Regions from separate parts of the Sus scrofa genome. Here region 1 is linked to region 2. The links are chromatin contacts, called in public promoter capture Hi-C maps. All regions are on one chromosome and are shown on one strand. The core of a region is the stretch at or near the end of the contact, and the rest is flanking DNA. Distances in the headings are between cores, read along the strand shown.

Region 1 (4,638 bases), core at 2,012-4,511, 280 kb after region 2:
GGGTTCAAGTCCCAGCATGTGGGTTCAAGTCCCAGCCTGGGTTCTGGCCGGGTTCAGGCTGGTAGTACTGTCAGTTTCAGCATCAGAGGTCAGCAGCACCCTGCAGGCTGAGCCAGTTCCGTGTGCCTGAGCCTGGCTCCTCCCTGCCAGGGAGCTAAGAGGCACAGTGTTCCAAGGCCTGGTGTGAAGGCTCCTCAAATCGCTCCTTGTGCCCCCTCACACACACACACACACACACACACACACCCCTCCACACAGTCTGCCCCCACCTTTGTCTTTCAGTTAATAGAGCCTGTGTGTTCTCTTTCTTACCAAACCGCAAGCTCCCTGCAGGCAGAAACCCAGAGAAGGATGTGCTCTGAGTGCCCGAGGCAATGTTTATCAAACTGGATCGCACTGTGGGAGAGAAACCCGCAGCTCTCAGGGAATCTCATTAGCGCCTGAGCAGGGCCAGAAAAGGCGGAGTGAAGGCCTGAGTCCCAGACACACACCCCAGGCCTCCCCCAGGAGCAGGAAGGAAAGATCCATCAGTACTGAGGGTTTAAAACCTTGGCTTTTTTCTTTTTTCCCCTTTAAGGCATGTGTATTGTTATAATTGGCCCCAATATCTTAATTCTCTCAAAGATGTGTCACCTCCCATTTCCGTTATGTCCTCGGTAACCTCCCTGAAGTCACTTTTAACCTCCACTCAGCCATCAACATCCACAAGGTGGGCGCAGCGCAAAGCCTTGGCCCAGTAGGGGCTGTCACCCCATCTTCCTCCCTCTCTTGTTTCTAAATATCTGGAAAGGCTTATACGCAATCAAGCCATTGTCTCTGGGGCTCAAGCTAAATCCTGCAGAGACTGCATTTTGCAGCTCACTCTGTAAACCGCCCAGGGACGGCTTGTCTCCAGAGCTCTTTTATCTTCAGAAACAGAGAGAACATTATCATCTCTATGTGTTGGCCTTGCTTTCGCCTGCTGCTCTTTAAAATTTCTCCCCAAACCTCATTTTTTTTTTTTTTTATTTTCTTGTCCTAAGAATAACACATTGCTCATAATGGTAGGAGAAAAACAGTTTCTTTGGAAATGCAGCACTGGGTCACTATGCCGTACAGCAGAAATTGGCACAACACTGTAAATCAACTATATTTTAATGTTAAAAAAGTAAAAAAAAAAAAAAAAAGACAATGGTGCTCAACTTTAAAAAGAAAGATTTAGAACTCAAGAAGGAAGAAGGAAGGAAGAAAGAAAGCAAAGAAAGCAAGCAGGCAAGAAGCCCCTAGAGTTCCCTGGTGACACAGCGAAATAAATACCCACCATTATCATTGCAGCAGCTCAGGTCTCTGCTGTGGTGTGGGTTCAATCCCTGGCCCCGGAAATTTCACTTGCCTTGGGTGTATTCCCAAAAAAAAAAAAAAAAAAAAAAATGAATGCATGAGAAGTTCCCGTTGTGGTGCAGCAGAAACGAATCCAACTAGGAACCATGAGGTTTCTGGTTCAATCCCTGGCCTCGCTCAATGGGTGGAGGATCCAGTGTTGCCGTGAGCTGTGGTATAGTTTGCAGATGCAGCTCAGATCTGATGTGGCTGTGGCTGTGGCTGTGGCATAGGCCGGCAGCTGAAGCTCAGGTTCAACCCCTAGCCTGGGAACTTCCATACACCATGGGTGCCGCCCTAAAAAGCAAAAAAAAAAAAAAAAAAAAAAAAAAATGCAGCTCTTTTAATTTCTGAACATGCAGATTCTTTTACACAAGCCCTTTCTTTGGGGACACCTGATGTTCTGCAGGTTCTCTGTGTCTATAAAGGTGTGGTTTCATACTCAGTACTTGGGTCTGAGCACGATTCTTAGGTGTGCACACTTCTGAATGTGCATATGTACGTGTATATGTGTGCATTTGTGTAGATTGGTATGTGAGCACACGTGCCTGGGGGTCTGTGGCAGTTTGGGAGTGTTCACTGAACACACGTGCTCCCCAGGTTTCTCAGCTCCCCTTGCCTTTATGCTGGGGCCACATGCTGCTTTTGAACCATGAATCGTGAATAGGACTGACTTCTGGACCAAGGCGGCTGTTATTAACTGAATGTTTGTGTTCTCCCCAAATTTCTAGGTTGAAGCCCTACCCCCCAGGTGATGGTATTTGGAGGTGGGCCTTTGGGAGGTGATTAGGCTGAGATGAGGTTATGAGAGTCGGGTCTCCGTGATAGGATTTGGGTCCTTTTCAGAAAAGGAGAGGAGACTAGAGCATCTCTCTCTCCCCTCCCACGAGAGATGACCAGACAGGAGGCCGTCGGAAAGCCAAGAAGAGCGTCCTCACCAGGAACCAAACCTCCTGGCACCTTGAGCTTGGAATTCCCATCCTCCAGAATTGTGAGTAATACATGTTTGCTGTTAAAGCCAGCCTGTGGTATTTTGTTACAGCAGCTGAAGCAGACAGCCTTGGAAATAAGTTTTCTAGAAGCAGCTTTGAGGAGGAAGAAGGGTATAGCTATGATGTGAGATAGAACTTCTGGGCATTGAGGAGTTCCTGTCATGGCTCAGTGGTTAATGAATCCAACTAGGAACCATGAGGTTGCGGGTTCGATCCCTGGCCTCGCTCAGTGGGTTAAGGATCCGGCATTGCCGTGAGCTGTGGTGTAGGTCGCAGACGTGGCTCAGATCCCATGTTGCTGTGGCTGTGGTGTAGGCCAGTGGCTACAGCTCTGATTTGACCCCTAGCCTGGGAACCTCCATATGCCACGGGAGCGGCCCAAGAAATGACAAAAAGACCAAAAAAAAAAAAAGAAGAACTTCTGGGCATTGAGATTTCAGGATTGACCTGTTGCATTAACTAGTATTACCTCGTCTCTAAAATAATGCAGATAGGAGTTCCCATCGTGGCGCAGTGGAAATGAATCTGATGAGTACCCACGAGGATGAAGGTTCGATCCCTGGCCTCACTCAGTGGGTTAAGGATCGGGTGGTGTTGCTGTGAGCTGTGGTGTAGGTCACAGACTTGGCTCGGATCCCACATTGCTTTGGCTGTGGTGTAGGCCATTGGCTACAGCTCCAATTCAACCCCTAGGCTGGGACCCTCCATATGCCATGGGTGTGGCCTGAAAGAGCAATAAAGTAAAATAATGCAGATAATATCAAGCGCACAGGGTGTTGTTAGGACTGAATTAGGTGTCACAGTGCACGCATTCTCTCTCAAGTAACTCAGCAAGTTACATTCAGCAAGTGCCTCAAAAGCACATTTTCATTTGCCTGGCACTGTGCTAGGTGAGCAGGACAGATCTGTAAACAGACCAATTACTACATAACGTGGCAAATGTCCAGTTACCAGAGGGTACACAATACACAGAAGGCAGTGGTTAATTCTGGAAGATTCTGGAAAAGTGACACAGAAAGGGTAGATGGGTAGGGACTGCAGGAAGAATTAGAGCTTACCAGGTTAGTATAGGAGGCAGAGGCCTGCCCCAAGTGAGATGGATTGGTCATAAGTGGTAGGACCTGATTAGTGAGGAAGGCCCTTTACTGGTCTTTTTTTTTTGTCTTTTTTTTTTTTTTTTTTTTTGTCTTTTTGCCATTTCTTGGGCCGCTCCCATGGCACATGGAGGTTCCCAGGCTAGGGGTCTAATCAGAGCTGTAGCCACCGGCTTACACCACAGCCACAGCAACACAGGATCTGAGCCGCATCTGCGACCTACACCACAGCTCACGGCAATGCCGGATCCTTAACCCACTGAGGGAGGCCAGGGATTGAACCCGCAACCTCATGGTTCCTAGCTGGATTCGTTAAGCACTGAGCCACAACGGGAACTCCCCTTTACTGGTCTTGAGAATATTCACCTAAGCCCTAAAAACCTCAGACTCCACTTCCTAAGGGGTTAGTTCACTCCCAGTGAGCAGGCAGGAATGGCTGGTGAGGTTGGGAAAGCATGTTCTCATTTGCTCCTGGTAAAGAGAATACAAGTTTTCCTATTCTTTTTTTGGCCTCACCCACAGCAGGTGGAAGTTCTGGGACCAGGGATGGAACCTGTGCCACAGCAGTGATAACGTCTGTTCCTTAACCCACTGAGCCGCCAGGGAGCTCTTTAATTTTTTTAAGACCATGAAAAAAACTGTCCTGCTTTCTTTGTACTCATTTTGAAGGGCGTAAGGGTATCTGCGTCTGCCTCCCCAGGTTGACCATGAGCTCCCAGGGTTGAGGGACATACCCCGTCACATATGCCTCTGGGTCCCCCAGGCCTAGGGCCTGGTCTGTGGCCGGAACTCTTCAAATGCCTGTGGAATCAAAAACCTCATCGGTTCCTGGGCTGCAGCACTGAACAACAAAACTGCCCCTCCAGGGGTTGCTTTCTGAATTTCAGAAATCTCTCCATTCCCAGCTTTCCCCAGGCTGAACTGAGGCTCATCTCCCAGGAACCTGGGGGCGTGCCTGTGTCGGTACACGGCGCCACCTCGCGGCCATACTGGGTAACTGCACCATCTCGCCCTGCGAGAGCACCCTCTCTCGTGATTAGGATCCCCCTCTCATGCCCACAATTTTGAGGGAAACAGGGATCCTGAGCAAGCCATCCTCAGCCCCAGCCCCTACCCACTGTGAAGTCTCTGAGAATGGGCAGGCAATGTTTGGACCCTTGGTTATTTTGGCTCTTGATGACTTAAGCCCCTAT
Region 2 (4,794 bases), core at 440-2,939:
CGAACAACAAACAGGATGGGAACACTGCCCCACCCATCAGCAAACAGGCTGCCTAAAGTCCTCCCAGGCACACAGCTGCCTCTAATTACACCCAGAGTCAAAGCCCCACCCATCAGGTAGGTGGCCCCACCTACCAGTGGGCAGGTACCAGTACCCCCTATCAGAAAGCCTGCAACAAGCCCCTGTATCAAATTCACCCACAAAGGGGTTGACACCAGGAGCAAGAGAGGCTACAACCCTGTAGCCTGCAAAAAGGAGACCACACAAAAAACCATACAAAATAAAAAGGCAGAAAAATATGAGCCAGATGAAGGAACAAGACAACCCCAGAAAAACAGCTAAGTGAACTGGAGATAAGCAACCTCCATGAAAAAGACTTCAGAGTAATGACAGTAAAGATGATCAAAAACCTCAGAAAAAAACTTGGAAGCAAGTATCAATAAATTATAAGAAACATTTAACAAAGAAATGTAAGTTTTAAGTTTAAACAAGCAGAGATGAAAACACAATAACTGAAATAATTCACTAGAAGGGACCAACAGCAGAATACAGGAGGCAGAATAAGCAAGGTAGATGACAAACTGATGGAAATCACTGATGCAGAACAGAATAAAGAAACAAGAATGAAAAGAAATGAGGACGGGATGGAGAAAAGATGACATAGTAGTACAATGTGAAACTCACCTGCTCTCACAAATACATCAAAAATACATCTACCTGTGGAACGATTTGCATGGAAATTTTGATGAACACTGGCAAAAAAATCTCAGGATCCTGACAGAGCAAGAAAAATCTTCACTCAGCTGAGCAGGACAAAAGAAAAAACATGAGCAAGAAAGTGGAATGGGACCCCTAGGAGGGAGCTGGGAATAAGAAAAGCTCCTGCACCCTGCGAAGTGCCTCCACCAGTGGGAAGATCAGCTGGAACAACGGAGAAATTTTAGAGTCTTGAAGGAGAACAGAACAATCAGTTTGAAGCAATTAAAATGGAAACAGACCTCCACGAATGGTCAGTGCTAGTGCCCTGCACTTCCCAACCACTTGCTGGTATGGGCAGGGCTTGGGAAATCAAACTTTGGACTTTAGAGATCAGACTCAGGGACGGGGAGAGAGAACAGGGGCTGGCTATGCAGGTAAAAGAAAACTGGAATTGGCTGCATGGTAACAGCCTGGAGGAACTAGAGTCTAGGGTGATCATTTTGTAGGGTGTAAACTGAGGAAACCCAGATGGGCTTGAATGCCAGGCAACATTGTTTAGGGGTGCAGGAAGGAAAGGGTGGGATCCACCACCACAGCCTTGTTCCCTATGCACACCACGTGCTCCAGCTCCCACTTTGAGCACTTTGAGCAGGTGCTGCCTAGCAACAGCTGGAGAGAAGCCTCTCACCTTGGGGCTTTAGAGAGCACTCCCAAGAGCAGCCCAGCAAAAGGACTGACCGCTGGAACAGCGCACATACCCTGTGTGTCAACAGAGCACTGCCTAGTAATAGCTAAAGAGCAGCTCCTGCCCTTGGGGCTACACGGAGTGCTCCTACAAGCAGCCCAGCAAAGGGATTGACTGCAGGAATGGTGCCCAAACTCACAGCTTCAGAGAGCTCTCCTGCAAGTGGCCCAGCCAGGGGAGGTACCAAGGGAACAGTGTCTGTTGCCACGACTAAAGAGAGAAGTCCAGAGAACCTTACTGGCAAAGGGAGGGACTACAGGAGCAGCTGCTGATATTGCCAGCTACAGGAAACTATCCTGACAGCTGCCTGGTAATGGAATGCTGGCACCTGCTACAAAAGCAGTCCAGTGAACCATGAACCCTAGTAGCCAACTGAATCCAGGAGAAACACTGTATTATCACTGCTCATATCACATCCTCTGGGTACATGTGAGCCACCACCACTGCCAAGAACTCCAGAACAGGGGACCAGCTGCTACATCTATACAGGGGACCACAAACATAGAAAGTTAGACAATAGGAGATGACAAAGAAATAGCTTCAGAAAAAGGAACAAGATAAAAGTGCACAAAAACAATTAAATGAAAAGGAGATGGGCAATCTACTGGAAAAAAGAATTCAGAGTGATCAAAGTAAAGATGATCCAAAATATCAGAAAAAGAATGGAGGCACAGATGGAGAGGTGATAAGAAATGTTTAACAGGAGTTCCCGTCGTGGCGCAGTGGTTAACGAATCCGACTAGGAACCATGAGGTGGTGGGTTCGGTCGCTGCCCTTGCTCAGTGGGTTAACGATCCGGCGTTGCCATGAGCTGTGGTGTAGGTTGCAGACGCGGCTCAGATCCCACGTTGCTGTGGCTCTGGCGTAGGCCGGTGGCTACAGCTCCAATTCAACCCCAAGCCTGGGAACCTCCATATGCCGCAGGAGCGGCCCAAGAAATAGCAACAACAACAACAACAAAAAAAAAAAGACCAAAAAAAAAAAAAAAAAAGAAATGTTTAACAGAGCTAGAAGATTTAAAGAACAAAACTAGGATGAGTATCACAATATCTGAAATGAAAAATACACTAGAAAGAATCAATGGCAGATAATGGAGGCAAAGAGTGAATAAGTGAGGTGGAAGACAGGGTGGTGGAAATCTGTGCCACAGAAAAGAATAAAGAAAAGGAGAGTGAAAAGAATTGAGGAGAGTCTAAGAGGCCTCTGGGACAACATTAAATGTACCAAAATTCGTATCATACAGGTAACCATGAGAAGAAGAGGCCAGAGAAAATCTTTGAAGAGATTATAGCTGAAAACGTCCCTAATAAGGAAAAGGAAACACTCAAGTTGAGGAAGCACAGAGAATCCCATTCAGGATAAATCCAAGCAGAAACACACAGAGCCAATACTAATCAAACTGACAAAATTAAATACAAGAAAAAGAGCATTAAAAGTCACAAAGGAAAAGCAACAAATAGCATACAAGGGAATCCCCATAAGGATAACAACTGCTTTTTGAGCAGAAACTCTGCAGGCCAGTAGGGAGTGGCACAATATACTTAAAGTAATGAAAGGCGGGGGGGGGACTCCAACCAAGAATACTCTACCCAACGAGGCTCTCATTCAGATTTGAAGGACAAATCAAAAGCATTATAGACAAGCAAAAGATAAGAGAATTCAACGCCACCAAACAAGCTTTACAACAAATACTAGAAAAACTTCTCTAGACAGAAAAGGCCACAACTAGAAATAAGAAAACTATAACTGAGAAAGCTCACTGGTAAAGGCAATCATAATATAAAAGTAGGAAATAACCCAATGACAAATGATATATCTTAGGTGGAAACTAAATGGAAGGCCTAAAAAAGAGTAAGTCCACATGACTCACTGACCCACCCAGACCCAGACCTACAGTCTCCACTTTATTGGACCTCCACAGACAAAACAACCAAGCCCATGAAGTGGGTGACTTTCCAAAGACAGAGAGAGCCCCGAGGAGAAAGTTAAATTTTATACCATGATCTCAACTGCCATCCCAGACCCATAGCACTCAGCACATGACTCCCTGCCTATATAATCTGATTCTCTCCCAATGGGGGGGGGGGGCTGAGTTTTACTTGCTCAGTGCTCCCAGTCACTCTATTGGTCAATAAGCCCCGCTTGTGAACTCATTGCTCCAGCCTCTGCCTCCTTCCTCCCTGCCACCCTAACAAAATCAAAACTAGCAATACATGAGGAGAAGACAAATGCAAGACATTGAAAATTCATTTGAAATTAAGAGGTCAGCAACCAGAAACAATTCTGTACACTACAGACTGCTATATCAAAATCTAATGGGAACCTCAAACCAAAATCTACAATACAAATACACATAAAAACAAAAAGCCAAACAAATACAACACTAAAGACAGTAAGCAAATCACAGGAAAAGAGAGTACAGAGGAAGAAAAAAAACCTAAAATACTGAATCTAATTTAGAAAGTGGCAATAAGAACACACGTATCCAAAATTACACTGACTGTAAATGGATTAAACACTCCAACCAAAAGATACAGACTGGCTGAATGGATCACAAAATGAGACCCATATATATGCTCTCTACAAGAGACCCATTACGTTCTAGGGATACTTACAAACTGAAAGTGAGGAGATGGAAATAGATATTCCATGCAAATGGAAATCAAAATAAAGCTGGAGTAGTAATACTCATATCAGCCAAAAGAGAATTTAAAATAAAGAAGGTCACAAAAGAAAAAGAAGGACACCACGTAATGAGCAAAGGATTAACCTGAGAAGATTTAACAATTGTTAAATATATGTGCTCCCAACATAGGAGCACCACAATATATAAGGCAACTAGTTACAGCCATAAAAAGAGAAATCAGAGAGAGGTGGGATCAAGATGGCAGAGGAGTAAAAAGTGGTGCTCACCTTCCCCCACAAACATATCAAAAAAATATATATATACACACATGTAGAATGATTTGCACAGAGTATCTACTAAATCCTTGAAGAAGACCTCAGATTTCCCAAAGGGCAAGAAACCCCCAATGTAACTGGATAGAGCAAAAGGGGAAAAAAGAGAGCAAGGAAGATTTAAAAAGGAACAAGGACAGGACTAGCACTCAGGAGAGTAAGCAGTGAAAGAGGAGAGGAACCCACATCCTGGGAGGCCACCAAACCGATGGGGAAATCAGCTGGGACAGAGGGGTATCCTCAAAGCCTCAGAGAAAAGTACAGCAGGTGGACTGAGGAGGGCAGAGAGCCACACAGACCACTGATACCATCACCCAGGACACCACAGCCTGAGACACTCAGGCAGGGGCAGGGCACTGAGAATCAGGTACTGGAGGTCAGTTTCTGAGAGA

What was found. Promoter capture Hi-C pulls out the DNA fragments that hold promoters and counts their contacts.
Region 1: a promoter capture Hi-C map of liver shows a contact between it and region 2, with 6 times the contacts expected there. The contact joins two enhancer-like sites. A contact is called at or near these places in 2 of 5 promoter capture datasets (fetal liver and liver) and 9 of 47 Hi-C or Micro-C datasets (adipose tissue, embryonic fibroblasts, epiblast stem cells and 4 more).

The regions. Positions count from the first base shown.
Region 1 is chr4:38,591,165-38,595,802 of Sscrofa11.1, forward strand. No RefSeq gene overlaps it. Among named protein-coding and RNA genes, the nearest start is that of POP1, 63 kb to the right of the region's middle. Within about 2 kb of position 3,262, at least 7 of the 83 cell types and tissues checked have an H3K27ac peak or open chromatin away from gene starts, as enhancers often do. A contact at or near this core is called in liver, where this site is marked.
Region 2 is chr4:38,312,657-38,317,450 of Sscrofa11.1, forward strand. All of the region lies in intron 2 of LOC110260251 (a long non-coding RNA gene), which reads right to left. Among named protein-coding and RNA genes, the nearest start is that of KCNS2, 59 kb to the right of the region's middle. Within about 2 kb of position 1,690, at least 4 of the 83 cell types and tissues checked have an H3K27ac peak or open chromatin away from gene starts, as enhancers often do. A contact at or near this core is called in liver, where this site is marked.